Linked DNA regions of Rattus norvegicus: regions 2 and 3 are each linked to region 1. A link is a contact called in public Hi-C data. All regions are on one chromosome and are shown on one strand. The core of a region is the stretch at or near the end of the contact, and the rest is flanking DNA. Distances in the headings are between cores, read along the strand shown. Region 1 has its middle 110 kb from the start of Slc22a23. Region 2 overlaps Slc22a23 (solute carrier family 22, member 23). Region 3 overlaps Slc22a23 (solute carrier family 22, member 23).

Region 1 (4,605 bases), core at 1,003-3,502:
CACAGCAGCTACAGTGTGTGGCTGTGCATGCCTATAACATCATAACATCAGTGTTGGGAGTGGACACAGGTGGATTCCAGGAGCTAGCTTGCCAGGCAAGCTTCATGTTCAGTGAGAGAACTCATGTCAAGGAAATTAATCGAAGATCAATAGAGCAGGATGCCTAATATCCTCCTCTCTATGTTCTGTGCATGCATGTAGCACCATTTCCACTCTACCGTGGCAATTGAAACTACATGGCTGGTGGATGGTTGAATTGTGCCTGTGTGTACTGTGTCTATGGATATAGAGAATACTGTATACTATAGGAGCCTAGGTCTGCTTGTACCACTGGGAAATGGCACTGGTAGCATCAAGGGACCAGAAATAGTCCAGAAATAGTCTCCTGAAAGGTGCTTCTTCCTGATTTCCTGACCTCCAATGGTTGTTGCTCAGAAGTAAAACAATTTCCTGAGGCTGCTTGAAATGACAGAAGTCACTGTTGCCTCTGGATCAGGACACCAGAGCCGCTTCTGTGACAGTATGTAGGAAATAAGTGCCACAGATGCTTAACAAAGGTCACCTTTCCTCAGGGAGCTCATCTCCGCAGTGGGAGAGCACGTTCCTCAAAGTCTAGTCATTTCTGGGCTGTTGACTACCTGGGGTGAGAGAAGTGAAGAATGATTTAATCTGTGACCAGCCCTCAGGATCCTGGAGCCATGCTGAAGGCTCTTCTCTGATTCTGTAAGATAAACAGCAGCTTCCCAGGAGTCACCTTGGGAGAGGCACAGGAGGGTTGTGACCAGTGTGAAGACACAGAGAGCAGAAGGACAGACAGCCATGCCTATTCACGGTATCTGACCACACCTCAGTTTCCTCATCTACAAGGTTGAAAGGGCTCAAGTCCCTTTGCCACAATGCTGCCATGAGACTCAAATGGGAAGCATACATAAAGAACTTAAAATGGTGCCTAGAACACAGCAATGCTCTGAATGACAGGGTCCACGATAAATAGGTGGAAAGCAAGCAATTTAAATCTGATGGGCTCTGGAAGTAAGGTCTGTCATGGAGGTAACACCCAGCAACAGACTTCTTAGGAAGACGGACCGACTCCCGTGATTGACATCTATCGACCTGTGTGATTGACATCTATGTGCCTCTGATGGTGACTCCCATCCCCGAGGGTGAGAATGTGTCTGTTTAGCTCATCACTGCCCCCACAATGTCCTGTACATGCCAGGTATGCAAAGAGCAAGTGAGTGAGCTACCAAAGGGATATTCATTTGACCTCAGTTCTGTCAGTCACACAGGGCTGTAAGTGCCTGGACTCCCAGGAGGAAGGAAGAAAACTGACGGCGGAAGCTCGACTAGCCTGGAGTCTGACCATCAGGCTTTTGCTTGTTTCCCCAACTTGAGCTGAATTCTTGAGGAATAAGGGGAAATTTAAGGCAGGGGATTCTGGGACAGAAGAGGAGACTGGGCCCCATTGGATTATTCTTTTATCTTCTCATGAGCTGAGACAGGACAGTGTAACTATTGAGCAGTCTGAACTACTCCTTTCTTGTACCTGAATCTTATTGTTAACATTCTAATGGGTCACCCTGTCTCCATGCGGTCCTGGAGCTATGACAAAGGAAATCCCACTGAGCACTGCCTTCTAGATTGTCCTTGTCCTCTGCTCTCTACAAACAGACTGGTTAGTGTCTTGTTGCTTCAGATGGGGAGGGTTTGTCTTTTAGCCTAAGATGCCGTATTTGCTGAATCAATCAGTTCTCTCTGCACCACGCTAAGCAACAAATACAGTTGTAGCATGTCATTCTTTGCTCTGTATGTTTCATCGAGTGACAACTGTCATGGATGTCATTACCCTGCACACAGGTGTCTGCTGCAATGATCTCCCTGGCGATCTGCCATTCCAACTTGAGGAATTCTGACAGCTTTTGCTTCTCTGCCCTTACTTCCCACAAACCACTGCTGTGGTTATAGCGCAGAGAGACTTTTCCATTTCCATAAGAGGAAACAGAGAGATGCAGGCATGTGTCTCTGCCATGAAATTCTCTGGCAGTTTCTATCTGTCCCGGCTGAGGACCAACAGTGTCAGGGACACTGTGTACTGCCCAAGCCACAGGTGGCTCAGGTGGGCCGGCAGCTCTACTCACAATCCCCAAGGGGTCGTTGCCCTTTGATCTCTGTCGCATGACTTACCTTAACCTGCCTCAGGTCTGCAGCATGTGGTGTTTGTTCAATACTCTGTGTTGACCATCCCCTGGGGACTTTGGCCTGACCTGACTAGCCCTCCACCCTCAGATGCTAGTAATCAGGAAGTCAGCACATTGTAGGGTAGGGGTACCGATCCTCTAAGCTCAGTTCTTGTTCTAGTTGCCAGCCTATGTCAGCCTGTTTCCCCAGCCATTAGTGTGCATGGGAATCCCCCGCAGGGCTTGCTGGAGTTTCTGACCTGCATGGTCTGAATTTGGACAGTTTCCAAGTGGTGACTCTATTGCAGCTGCTCTGTTCTCAATGACTGCATAAGTAGCCAGCCGGGCAGGGAGGACAGAAGTTTGGCCACCACTGTCTGTGACCAAGAGTTAAAGCGGGTCACCCCAGAATTTAGAACACGAAGATCTGCTCTGGGTCACAGAGCATCTACCAGCTGCCAACCAAAGAAGTAGCAGAGCTGTCATTCACAGAGCAATGCCTTCTGAAAGAACTTGCTTGTTTTCCAAGTAAAGCCCTTCTCCCTGGGTCTGGATAAAGCAAAGATAGCATGAGTTTTGAAGGGACTCCTAGTCATAACCCTGCATCCATGATGTGATGTTTTTGTAGCCTCTTTGACCACAGAATAGACCACAGTCAGATGAATGCAATCTCCATAAGAACCTGGGTGGAGAAGGACTACGGAAGGTTTAAGGAGCGTCAGCAACAAGGCTTTGGGTGCCTTTTTTCCAATCCCTGTCCTCTGACCAGGAAAGCAAAGAGGACATTCTGCCAGACAGGTGAAAAAGAGAGAAAGAGAGAGAGAGAGAGAGAGAGAGAGAGAGAGAGAGAGAGAGAGAGAGAGAGCAAATGAGCTAGCTCTTCCTTCAGACAGGAGTTTCCTCTATCTTTATCCCTGCCCTAAAAGGTTCCACCAAAGGCCCTTGACAGGTACTTGGGAGCAGGACACAAGACATAGGACCGTCATACTCCACAGCTTGCTGGGGGAAGATTGGGAAGATAAGACATAGGAATTTTAGATAACTGCATTCCTAGTGCAGACATTTCATTATTTCTTTGTGTTGGGAGTGTTCAAAATCCTGTCAGAACCTGTGAGATAGCTCAGCTGGTGAAGATGTCTGCCTCAAGCGAGCCTGAGGACCTGAGGTGGATCACCAGGACCCACAGTGTGGAAGGAAAGAACCAACTCCCACACTTTGTCTTCTGATCTCCACATGTACACCATAGCTTCCCATCTCTATCACACACACAAAATACATAATAAAAATGTCAGAGGTCAAATGATTGAAGTCACCTCTGTCTATGCCTGTCTCTCCCTGTCTTTCTCTGTTTCTGTGTCTCTTTCTGTTTCTGTCTGTCTGTCTGTCTCTTCTCTCCTCTCTTCCTCTCCCCCTCCCCTTCCCCCCTCTTCCCTCTCTCTCTTTGTTCAGCTACATCTCTGGCTACCAGCTGTTTTGAAATACTCAAGTTAATTATTGTCAACCACTGTTGCAACTGAGCTCTGGAGGACCTTACCCTCCGCTTAGATGCTCCTCCTCGTGTCTACTCTCCTTCCTTCCTCCCAACACCCTTATCAGGTCTTACTCACTGCTGTCCCATTCTATTTTCTTGAAAGTCATTTGTCAGATTCCTCATGTAGCTGAGAACTTATTTGTGTCCATGTGCGTGACTTATTTCACAGAATCGTTTTGTTTTTAACAAATGGACACCAGTGCTGGGTTTTGGAAAACGCTCCCCTGAGAACTACTATGTCATGCTACTTCTGAGAAAGCACTACTGACCAGGAGCCCATGCCCAAGGCAGCTGTCCTATTCAATACATATAGATCTCCCAACTTTGTTAGATGTCTTGCCCCCAGAGATGTCCTTTTTCGGAGACCAAATGATGTTTAATACATGGCCACTGGAGCTCTGGGGCAGTTTCAAAAGTCAGAAGAGGGTTGTGAGCCCTTTATACCAAGGAAAGAGAGCACAACTGCTTTCTCCTGAATTATCCACTGCTCACAGCAGCACACATGTCAACACCATTAACGGCAATGCAGAAGGTGACTTTACACATGATATAAAGCCCACAGGGGCCATGGAAAGCAGGAGCTGCTCTGTCAAATTCCAATTACTATGATCATTAATGTCACCACAGGTGAAAAACAGGGTCATGGAGCTCTTCCCCTGCTGTGTCTAACTTGAAATATATGCTTTACAAAATTCCCTCAGTGTGGCCTTGTCAGGCATCAATGGGAGGAGAGGCCTTTGGTCCTGCCAAGGCTCGATGCCCCAGTATAGGGGAATGCCAGGGCAGGGAGGTGGAGGGAGTGGGTGGGTGGGTGAGGGAACACCCTCATAGAAGCAGGGGGAGGTGGGATGGGATAGGGGGTTTCTGGAGGGGAAATCAGGAAAGGGGATAACATTT
Region 2 (4,605 bases), core at 629-3,128, 220 kb before region 1:
AGAACTGAGGGGTTGGGGGGCGTAGCTCAGTGGTTCAGCACTGGCTTAAGAGTAGGGTCCATGATTCCCAGCTTTGCAAGGAGCAAAACAAAACACAAAACAAGGGATACAAACAGGTAAATCTAAGAAGACCACGTCAAAAATCCCATTATTAAAATGACGTTTCTTCTCAGGCTGCAATGGGGCCCATTACAAGCAACCCTTTGAAACTGGCTGTGATGGTTAATCCTCACTGTAAACCTGAGTTTGGACAGTTCCAGAGATAGTTAACTGAGGAGGGAAGACACAGCCTAAATGTAGCTGACACCACTTCATGAGCTGGGGTCCCAGAGTGAGCAGAAGAAAGGAGGGCGCCATTGGAGCCCCAGCGTTCATGCGATCAGCAGCCTTACTCTAGGCCCCCACAGCACGGCTTGCCTCCCAACTGTGAGCCCCAAGGAGCCCTTTCTTAGGCAGCTTCTGTCAGAGAGTTAAGAAAAGTAGCCAAGATGCTAGCAATGCTTTGCTGATAGGCAGAGGGACTGCTGAACATTCTGAGACTCGAACATCCTGTGAGATGGAGCAAAGGCCTTTGATCCATAAATAACGGGAGTCGTGGCCACGGCAGTGTGAGTCCAGGCTGTGGGGACAGCTCTGGAGGAATTATGAACTTGTTCGGAGGCTGCAACTCAAGAAAACCTGCCTTTTTACCAACTGGCACAAATTTCTTGGAAGAAAAGTAAGTTGTGTTGCCAACACGTCTGGGGAGGCTGGGGGAGGGGAGGGAGAGGGACCGCATCCAAGGCAGGTTGTGATGAGACAGCAGCACAGCTGATCAGGGGCACATGGAACCTCCAGGCAGCCTGCCTCAGAAGTGGCCCCAGCTCACACCGGGAATTAGAAGGTTGAGGAGAGAGAAAAGAGGTTCCGTCCTATCTACCTCCACTCCACCAGGATTTTTGAGGGACAGTCTGAAAGGGGAACAAACAGCTCCTGAGGCCCCACCCACTTGGAAATCCCTGCTTCTAGCACAGGACTGAGGCAAGGTCAGACACATAGGTGGATCGTATTTCAAACATTGCCCCTTAAAGTGGTGGTGTCAAAGCAGAGCTAGCAGGAACCAATCGTGCTGGCTGCTCAGAGAGTCTGGGGGTGAGGGGGAGGTGCAGCCATCAGGAGGATCCAGACCCACCATGAAGAAGCATTTTCATGGCAGCTACGTGCTGTGGTCTAGTAATAAGAGCTGCTGGCTAACTGCAGAAAAAGCCTTGTTAAGGTGCTAAAAGGACACTCTACATCAGGGGCCAGGACTGGAGAAAGCTCTTACCAGAGATGCCTCTAGCCTGTCCACGCACTAAGTGTAGATTCTAAAATGTATCTCCCCTTTTACTCACCCTTGGCCACTTACATGTGTCCTTGTTACGTGTTAAAGCCTAATGCTTTGCTGATTTTAGTGCGGAACTGTTGCTTAGATAATGTACCTTTTCTCTTTTATTTCCAATGATGGGAGTTATACATATCAAACAAGCACGGTACAGCTGAGCGATACTCTCGGGACACAGTTTAAAAAGATGCCCCATGTTTCATGCTTATGAACGGCACCTCTGTGGTAGATAGCAGTACCCTAAGTGACAGCTGGGACCATCCCTGTTAGGTTCTAGATCACTGGCTCAGGACCTTTCTGTGTTAAACTATTCATGCTGAGATGCCTTGGGAAGCCCCAGCGGGAACCCAGAGCTCCTTCTGGGGTGGGAATGACAAAACATTCACCTGGCTTCTGAACCTTGTCAGAGTTAAGCAAGGGGTTAACATTCTCCTTCCACATCCTAGGGAGCCCCACAGACAGACATAGTCAGTTAACTTTGCCCTGGAGTCAGCGATCCTGGCATTTAGTTGAAAGTAAACAAACAACAAGGCGCACATAACCTTTGACACTGATTGTAGAAAAGCCAGCCCCACTCCGTATGGCACGCTCGCTCGGAGTAGAACACAGCCTTTATTCTTCACCAAATACTTATTTTTGGAGATACTGGGTGTGGAAGCTGGTCCTCACAAGGCGCACACTGGGCAAGCCCTCGACTGCCGAGTTGAGCCACTTTGTTTTAAAATGCTGTGTCTGCTGACAGAAGGTAGTGAGAAGAGGACATGCTCTTGGGATAAAGTGTTCTGGAATTCTTTGAGTTCACAGGGTTCTTCTGGATTTGGCTTGGCTGGCAATAAAGGAATATATTAACTGGCTGACACTATTTAAGCCAGAGAATTACAAATTCTTAGAATCCGTGTCCTTGGAACAAAGTGTGCTTTTCGGGGACTGGCTGAAGTAAAGACTAAGGCTGGTGTGTGGGTGGGAGGAGGGGTGGGAAGTCGGATGTTTAAATACAGTCTTCGCACCTTCGGTTCTAGGAAAGCTACCTTTGTGCTCGCTTCTGTTTCCCTGAGCAAATTGGAAACGATAGTCACCCAGAGTCTGGTAGCTGCACCACACAGGGGACAGTCTGAACTGTGACTGCACAGAGATCTGACTTTGTGGTGTTGCAATACATGCCCCAGGTGAGCAATCTAAAGGGAGGAAAAAGCTACCTGGGAAGCCAGTCTTCTGGGTCAGTATTTGTCCCCAGGGTGTGAGGGTACAGATTGGGTGAGGCTCATGAGCTGCCCCTCCTTCCTGTCACACAGGTCCCTTCCTAAGGCATGTCACCTTGGACATGCAGCCCTCACTCAGATGTGTCTTTCCTTCTATTGCCTTTTCTCACACAGGAATCCAGGAAGAGCAGTTCTGAACTTGATTCAAAGGCATAGTTCCATTCTAACAACACAGGTTAGGGCTTTTCAGTGAACAGACTCCTGTCCTCTGACCTCAGATAGATTAGCAGCCCACTTCAGCCTGGGGAAGAAGAAGAGGAAGTAAAGGGAGACCCTGCTCTCCCAGGCACCACTTCCTGTATCCTAGCTCCTGGTACAGGCTTCGGGCCACTGAGCCCATCTGGTAGCCCACTAAATGTTCTTAGGACAGTTCTTAGGAATTAGACAGTCCCTAATTCTGTTCCTCATGTTGTGATGACCCCCAACCATAAAATTATTTTGTTGCTACCTCATAACTATATATAATGTATATATCTGATACATAACCTCCACAGGGGTCGCGGCCCACAGGTTGAGAACCATGGTCGTAGAAGATTGTTCTGTGTTTGTAAACCTCCCCCACCCCTTCCTCAGCAAGGGAGAAAACTGCAGCTGCTGCCTCTGGCCCCTTGGTGTCCCACAGCTCTTTCCTTCCTGTCCCACTCTCTGCAGGCTGTGCCTGGAAGTATAGGCAACATTTAACAATTACTGCCATGGGCAAGGACACAGTCCCTGAGACCTTGGAGACCAGGCCTTCAGCCATGTGATTGTGGGATCCTTATTATAGCAAGAGAGCCTGAAATTGCTGGGCACAGAGTCCCAAATAGCATCCCACGGTAGAAAGCTGCTATTATCACGACAACTCCAAGCCTTCCTTCCCTGAGGAGGACTTCATCTTTCCTCTTAGCTAAGACCTACCAACTGACTGGTATGACTAAAAGGATTGGAAAAGAATGGTTTCCTCCCTTCAGAGAAAAGGAAAGAAAGCCAGGGGACCTTTTAAGTATTTCCCTCAAACCACATTCTACTGTCTATACCAGACATACAGATGTGGACGTTGAATGCCAAGATGAATGTCCTATTGATATGGTACCTACCATATCACCAGTGTTCTGAGCATGGTAAGCTGGGGTGTTGACAAGCGGCTGCTTAAATACATTAAACTCATTTAAAATACATACTTCTATGATGTAGATATGACTTCTAGTGATCATTTTACACAGCTGAACTCCAAGGCTGAGAGTGATTGAGACTCTTCCCTTAACTCTCATAAGGAAGAAGCAAGGTAAGAACTGAGGTAAGTGTCCTCATACTGCCCAGGCCTTTGCTGAGGGCAAGAACCGGGCTGGGCAGAGTAAATGCATAGCACTTTTGTTTTGGTTTTAAGGATTTATTTATTATATTGTTATTATAGTGTATTCACACACACTAGAAGAGGGAATCAGATCCCATTACCCAGCCAAAAGAATTATTTTTTAACTTTTAAAAAAAGATTTATCCTAGTAAGAGCACCAGTGGAAGGGGAAGCCCTTGGCCCTGCCAAGATCGAACACCTAGTGAACGTGATTATTGGGAGGAGGGTGGTAATGGGGGGGAGGATGGGGAGGGGAAGCCCATATCGAACGGGAGGGGGAGGGGTTAGGGGGATGTTGGCCCGGAAACTGGGAAAGGGAATAACAATCGAAATGTAAATAAGAAATACCCAAGTTAATAAAGATTAAAAAAAAAAAAGAAGAATTGTACTGGAAAAAAAAAGATTTATTTATTTTATATGCTCTGTCTGCATTACACCTGCACGCCAGAAGAGGGCATCAGATCACAGCATATATGGTTGTGAGCTACCATGTGGTTGCTGGGAACTGAACTTAGGACCGCTAGAAGAGCAGTCAGTGCTCTTAACTGCTGAGCCATCTCTCCAGCCCCCACTCTGTCTTCTGTTGTTGCTTATTTGTTTTGCTTTGTTATTTTAACCTGTGGCTTTTTTTTCTGAGACTGCTAAAATTT
Region 3 (4,605 bases), core at 1,130-3,629, 160 kb before region 1:
ATGAGAATATCTGAGGGTGAATTCTGAACGGCTTTTCCCTAAAGCAGTACTTTGAAAATACAAACAAAACAAGCTTGGTGCTGCTTAAGCACAACTGTTTTCAGCGGCTTGTCTTGAACAGGGAGCGACACTCTCACACTGACCACGTGACAGAGAGCATCCAGTATCATCTCTTTCAGTAAGTCAGACAACCCTTCGGGTCAAAGCACAAGGAACAGTTGACTTAAAAATGAGGCACACATTGTGTAAGTTAATATTTTTAAAATATAGAAAGGGAAGTGAGGCATGGTGAATGCCTGTAATCCCAGCACTGCACAGGTTGAGGGGCGAGGATACTGTAAGCAAAAGCCCATCTCAGGCTACAGAGGTCACCCCTGTCTCTGAAATTAAATAACACACACACACACACACACACACACACACACACACGCACACACCAACACATACACACACACGCACGCACGCACGCACGCGCACACAGAGGCACACATACTCACACACACACGCGCACACACCACACACACACACACTCACGCACACACCACACACACACACTCACGTACACACCACACACACACTCATGCACACACCACACACACACACTCACGCACACACCACACACATACACACACGCACGCACGAGCACACAGAGGCACACATACTCACACACATTCAACATGCTGCTGGAGGCTTCAGGAAGTGAGGGATATAGTGTAGTGGTAGAGCACTGGTTTGATACAATTAACCCCTCCCCCCAGGTATCATGAAAAATAAAATAAAAATATGGAAGAAATGGATGACTGGCATACTTACGACACCAAGAATCAATAATTTAGGGAGTGAAGTAGGGCATGAGCTCTTGGAGGTGAGAAAACGGACTCATTCAAGACTAGAGAGCAGTGGGATTGGGTTATGGTCCAAATGCTGGCTAGATCCAGTTCTTTATGAGCTGTTTACATGGAGTCATACGTGTGTATGTGTGTGTGTGTGTGTGTGTGTGTGTGTGTGTACGTGTGTGCATACTTGGGTACATGTAGGAGAAAAGCAAGTGGTGAGCATAGCGATTTGTCATACGTTGCCTTTCAAGTATGGACAACATCAAGCAAGAATACAACTGCACCTGGGCTATGGGTCTAGATGTCTATGAAGCACGTAGGAATGCGCTTCAGGGACTTGAAGGGAAAAATCACTATTGACATGCCTTATAATCCAGTTTTTTCTACCCAATAATAACAAACTACTGCTAATATCAAAAATTATTCTTCTGTACAAAGATAAGGATGAGTCACATTAAGTATAAATTATGATGCTTAAGAATGGTTGAAACAGTAAAACATTTGATGTATATATGTTTTACAACAGTTGAAAATCATTATAAGTTACTTAGCAAGACATATGACACAAGAACAAGATAATATTCTGAGGCTGACATGAATTAAACCCTATGTTTGAAGTATCTCATACTATTCACTAAGTTGAATTAAAGTTGCCTTTGCCACAATTACCTCTGACATGCTTATTGCTTCATCCAAAGGACACTGTTCCATGAATTGCATCATTTGAAAACATGCTGCCCCTTCCTTGGCTCCCTGTGTACCAGCTTATCTGAGTCACCAGTGGCCAGTGAGGGCATTCTTTTCTGTCTTGCTCAACTGATTCTTTACCTGCACCCATCACTCTCCCACACCCTGATCTCTAGGTGATCTCAGCTTTGCTCACAGATTTCAGCTGCTACTTTATGCTGAGGCCCCACATTCCTTGCTGCTGGGACTTGGAATTGGAAGTCATTTCTAAAGCTAAGCTGGGAGATGCTCGCGGGGGAATCACCTTCCTAAAACAGAAATCATCATCTTTCCTTCCCACACCCCACAGAAGAAAGGACGGTCAGTAGCTTCAAACTCAGTAGGACATGGGATCAAAAGTTGTCTCTTATACTTTGAGGGAAACACACACATTCACGTATGCATATACATGTACACGTATGCATATACATATTCGCATCTATCCAGGTGCAAGCAGTTATGTGTTCATCTTTCTGTGTTCTCCTCATACTTCAGTTTTTTTTTATTGGTCTATGGATCCCACTTTGCCCTGGCCTTTATTTATCTCCTCTTCCTTACACAGATACTGCAGCAGGCTCTCAGTTTCTAGCTCAGCCGGCAAGGTTGGCCTGATTACAACTGCTTACAGCCCGAGTGATTCCTCTAAATCAAACATTTAAAGGGTTTCCTCTCTTGCTTGGGCTCCTTCATTGACTTGCTACTATCCTAAGTTCATGGGAGACTTCTCAGGTTTTGTTAGTCATGTTCTAGCCTCCAGACAGGTTCTAATGACCTTCAGTACCCAAAATGCACTAGGCTCCAGCCAAACTCTAATGATCCACAGTACCCAGAAGGCACTGGGCTCCCCTGGTCTTTGAGAACCAGATAATGAACACAAAAGCCAAAGTTCAGTAGTTTCTTTCTGATGCAAATGCTCTTAGTCCAATCAGAGTACATTCCTGATCTTCCCTTCTTGAACTCTGAGTGTCTTGGGAGACAGGAAGGTGTGTGCCTCTGAAACCTCAGAGCCTGATGGCGCCTAGGGTTTAATATATACCCAAGTTGACAAGCTACTATTTCCCTGGCCTTCAAACGTTTCACACAGAAGGAATAAAGGAAGAAGTAGGTCTTACATGAGCTGCCAAAAAAGAATCATTTGAAACAGAACAAATCTGGCATGGCACAGTGATTTGAATAAGAGTCACTGACAGCACAGTTCTATGGCGCTATATAATTTAAGGTGGATTCCTGTCTTCTCAGGCAAGACTATGGCTTTCATTTCATTAACAGCAAACCTTGGCAAACCAGGTATGGTCTCACTTCCCCCACATATGTTTGAAGGTTTTCAAGAAGCCGGGACTCTTAATTTGTTTTCAAAGTGATTGATTTATTTCATTATTTTATTTTCATTCGGGGAGTGGGGGAGGCATCCAAGAGTCTGTCGTACATTGCTTTCTTAGTATCCCAAACTCTTTCTAGGAATTCCAGTTTTCAGCTCTGTGTCCTGTCCTGTCCTGTCTTTGCAGATGAGAACAGAGAATCCCGGAGGGTCTAACCGGATCCCAGGACTTTCCTAAACCCGTAAATGTGCAGTGAGGAAGGGAAATGCAGATGGGGCAGGTGAGGCCAGGTTGTTGACAGGAAAGCAAGGGCTTAGACCACAGGAAAGACAAACTGTTAACCATTAACCCCACCCAGTCACTTCTCCTCTTCTAGGCTGGCCTCTGCAGCCACTCCATGTGACCTCCACCTCCGCAGGATGGAATTCCGCCAACGCTAGTGATTGAGTTTAGGATTCTAAGGTTGTGAAATACTCAAACTGGAAGAGCTTCTCCAGGTGTTTGTTCTTCCTAATCCCCCTCCCCCATTTCTTCCAGGAACGGACCTATGCTTTGAACACATTAGAAAATCCATCCCCTAACCGGAGAAGCTGGCAGATTTTAAGTCATCTGCTGTGGTCACAGTCATCTGAGGGACTCAAGCCACAGCTCAGATCTATCGATTTCCAGACCATTCTATGGATTCTTTTGCTGTATAGACTGTTCTGTTTCAAAGTACAGAGGCAGCATTAGAATTCCAGCATGACAAAACTTGGCCCACAAGGAACCATACAATTTAGTAAGGCTTTTTACTCAGTAGAGAATACAGCTAAGCCCTATAATTTCAACATGCCAAAGGCTCAAAGTATTTGCTGGTTTTGTTTTCCTCCTCTGATTTTGAGATGTATCTATCCTTACCAAATTGAAAGGCCCTTGATAACCAAGCACTTTTTTGTCTCCTAGCTTCTGCAAAGATGAGGCATGAGGTTCTCAGGGAGGCCTTGGGCTTGCATTTTTAGTGTGCAGAAGACACAGCACATCTGCACATGACCTATAGGCCTTCAAAAGTAATTTTGTTTGAAGGACTGATGTAGTTTAAGAAGAGTAGTCCTGGATGGCAAAGCTCACTGTCCACTGTGCTCTGTGCTCTGTACTACAGCATCCTGTCCACACAGGGACTTCATTACTAGCGATATCTATTACTATTCACTGCCCCATTGTGACATAAGGAACTCTGATGTTCATAGACAGGTCGGAGGAAAAGATTTAAAGGCAAGTGCTCCAGTTTAATATTTCCATTTTTTTTTTTTGAGATAGGTTCTCATTTTATAGCCCAGGCTAGCCACGAATTCACTCTGCAGTTTAGGTTAGCCTTGAACTTTTGGCAGTCATTCTATCTCAAGCTCCCAAGTACTAGGGTTATAGGCAGTACCCATCACACACTGTCTCCACACCTCTTCTTTCTCCTCTTCCTCCTCCTCCTCTTCCTCTCCTCCTCCTGCTGTGGATTCTCTAATCATGCCAAGTTGAGCCAGAGGAAAATAATTAAAGTGTGTGTGTGTGTGTGTGTGTGTGTGTGTGTGTGTGTGTGTAGTATGTGTTCAGGTACATGTGCCTATACACATGTGCAAAGCACAGGAAAAAGCTGGGGGTCCTTCTTTATCATCCATTACCTCTTCCCTTAGGACATGGTCTCTCACTGAACCTGCGTTGTGCTGCTGGCCAGTAAGTCTCAGACATTCTTC

The links. Hi-C and Micro-C count contacts between places; a contact is called where the count stands out from the background.
Region 2: a contact with region 1 is called in a Hi-C map of liver, with 4 times the contacts expected there. The contact joins two enhancer-like sites. A contact is called at or near these places in 3 of 12 Hi-C or Micro-C datasets (kidney and liver).
Region 3: a Hi-C map of liver shows a contact between it and region 1, with 3 times the contacts expected there. The contact joins two enhancer-like sites. A contact is called at or near these places in 3 of 12 Hi-C or Micro-C datasets (kidney and liver).

Annotation. Positions count from the first base shown.
Region 1 is chr17:30,641,033-30,645,637 of GRCr8, reverse strand. No RefSeq gene overlaps it. Among named protein-coding and RNA genes, the nearest start is that of Slc22a23, 110 kb to the left of the region's middle. Within about 2 kb of position 2,252, at least 17 of the 93 cell types and tissues checked have an H3K27ac peak or open chromatin away from gene starts, as enhancers often do. A contact at or near this core is called in liver, where this site is marked.
Region 2 is chr17:30,861,479-30,866,083 of GRCr8, reverse strand. The region is part of intron 3 of Slc22a23 (solute carrier family 22, member 23); the gene reads right to left. Among named protein-coding and RNA genes, the nearest start is that of Psmg4, 60 kb to the left of the region's middle. Within about 2 kb of position 1,878, at least 13 of the 93 cell types and tissues checked have an H3K27ac peak or open chromatin away from gene starts, as enhancers often do. A contact at or near this core is called in liver, where this site is marked.
Region 3 is chr17:30,800,840-30,805,444 of GRCr8, reverse strand. All of the region lies in intron 3 of Slc22a23 (solute carrier family 22, member 23), which reads right to left. Among named protein-coding and RNA genes, the nearest start is that of Slc22a23, 54 kb to the right of the region's middle. Within about 2 kb of position 2,379, at least 8 of the 93 cell types and tissues checked have an H3K27ac peak or open chromatin away from gene starts, as enhancers often do. A contact at or near this core is called in liver, where this site is marked.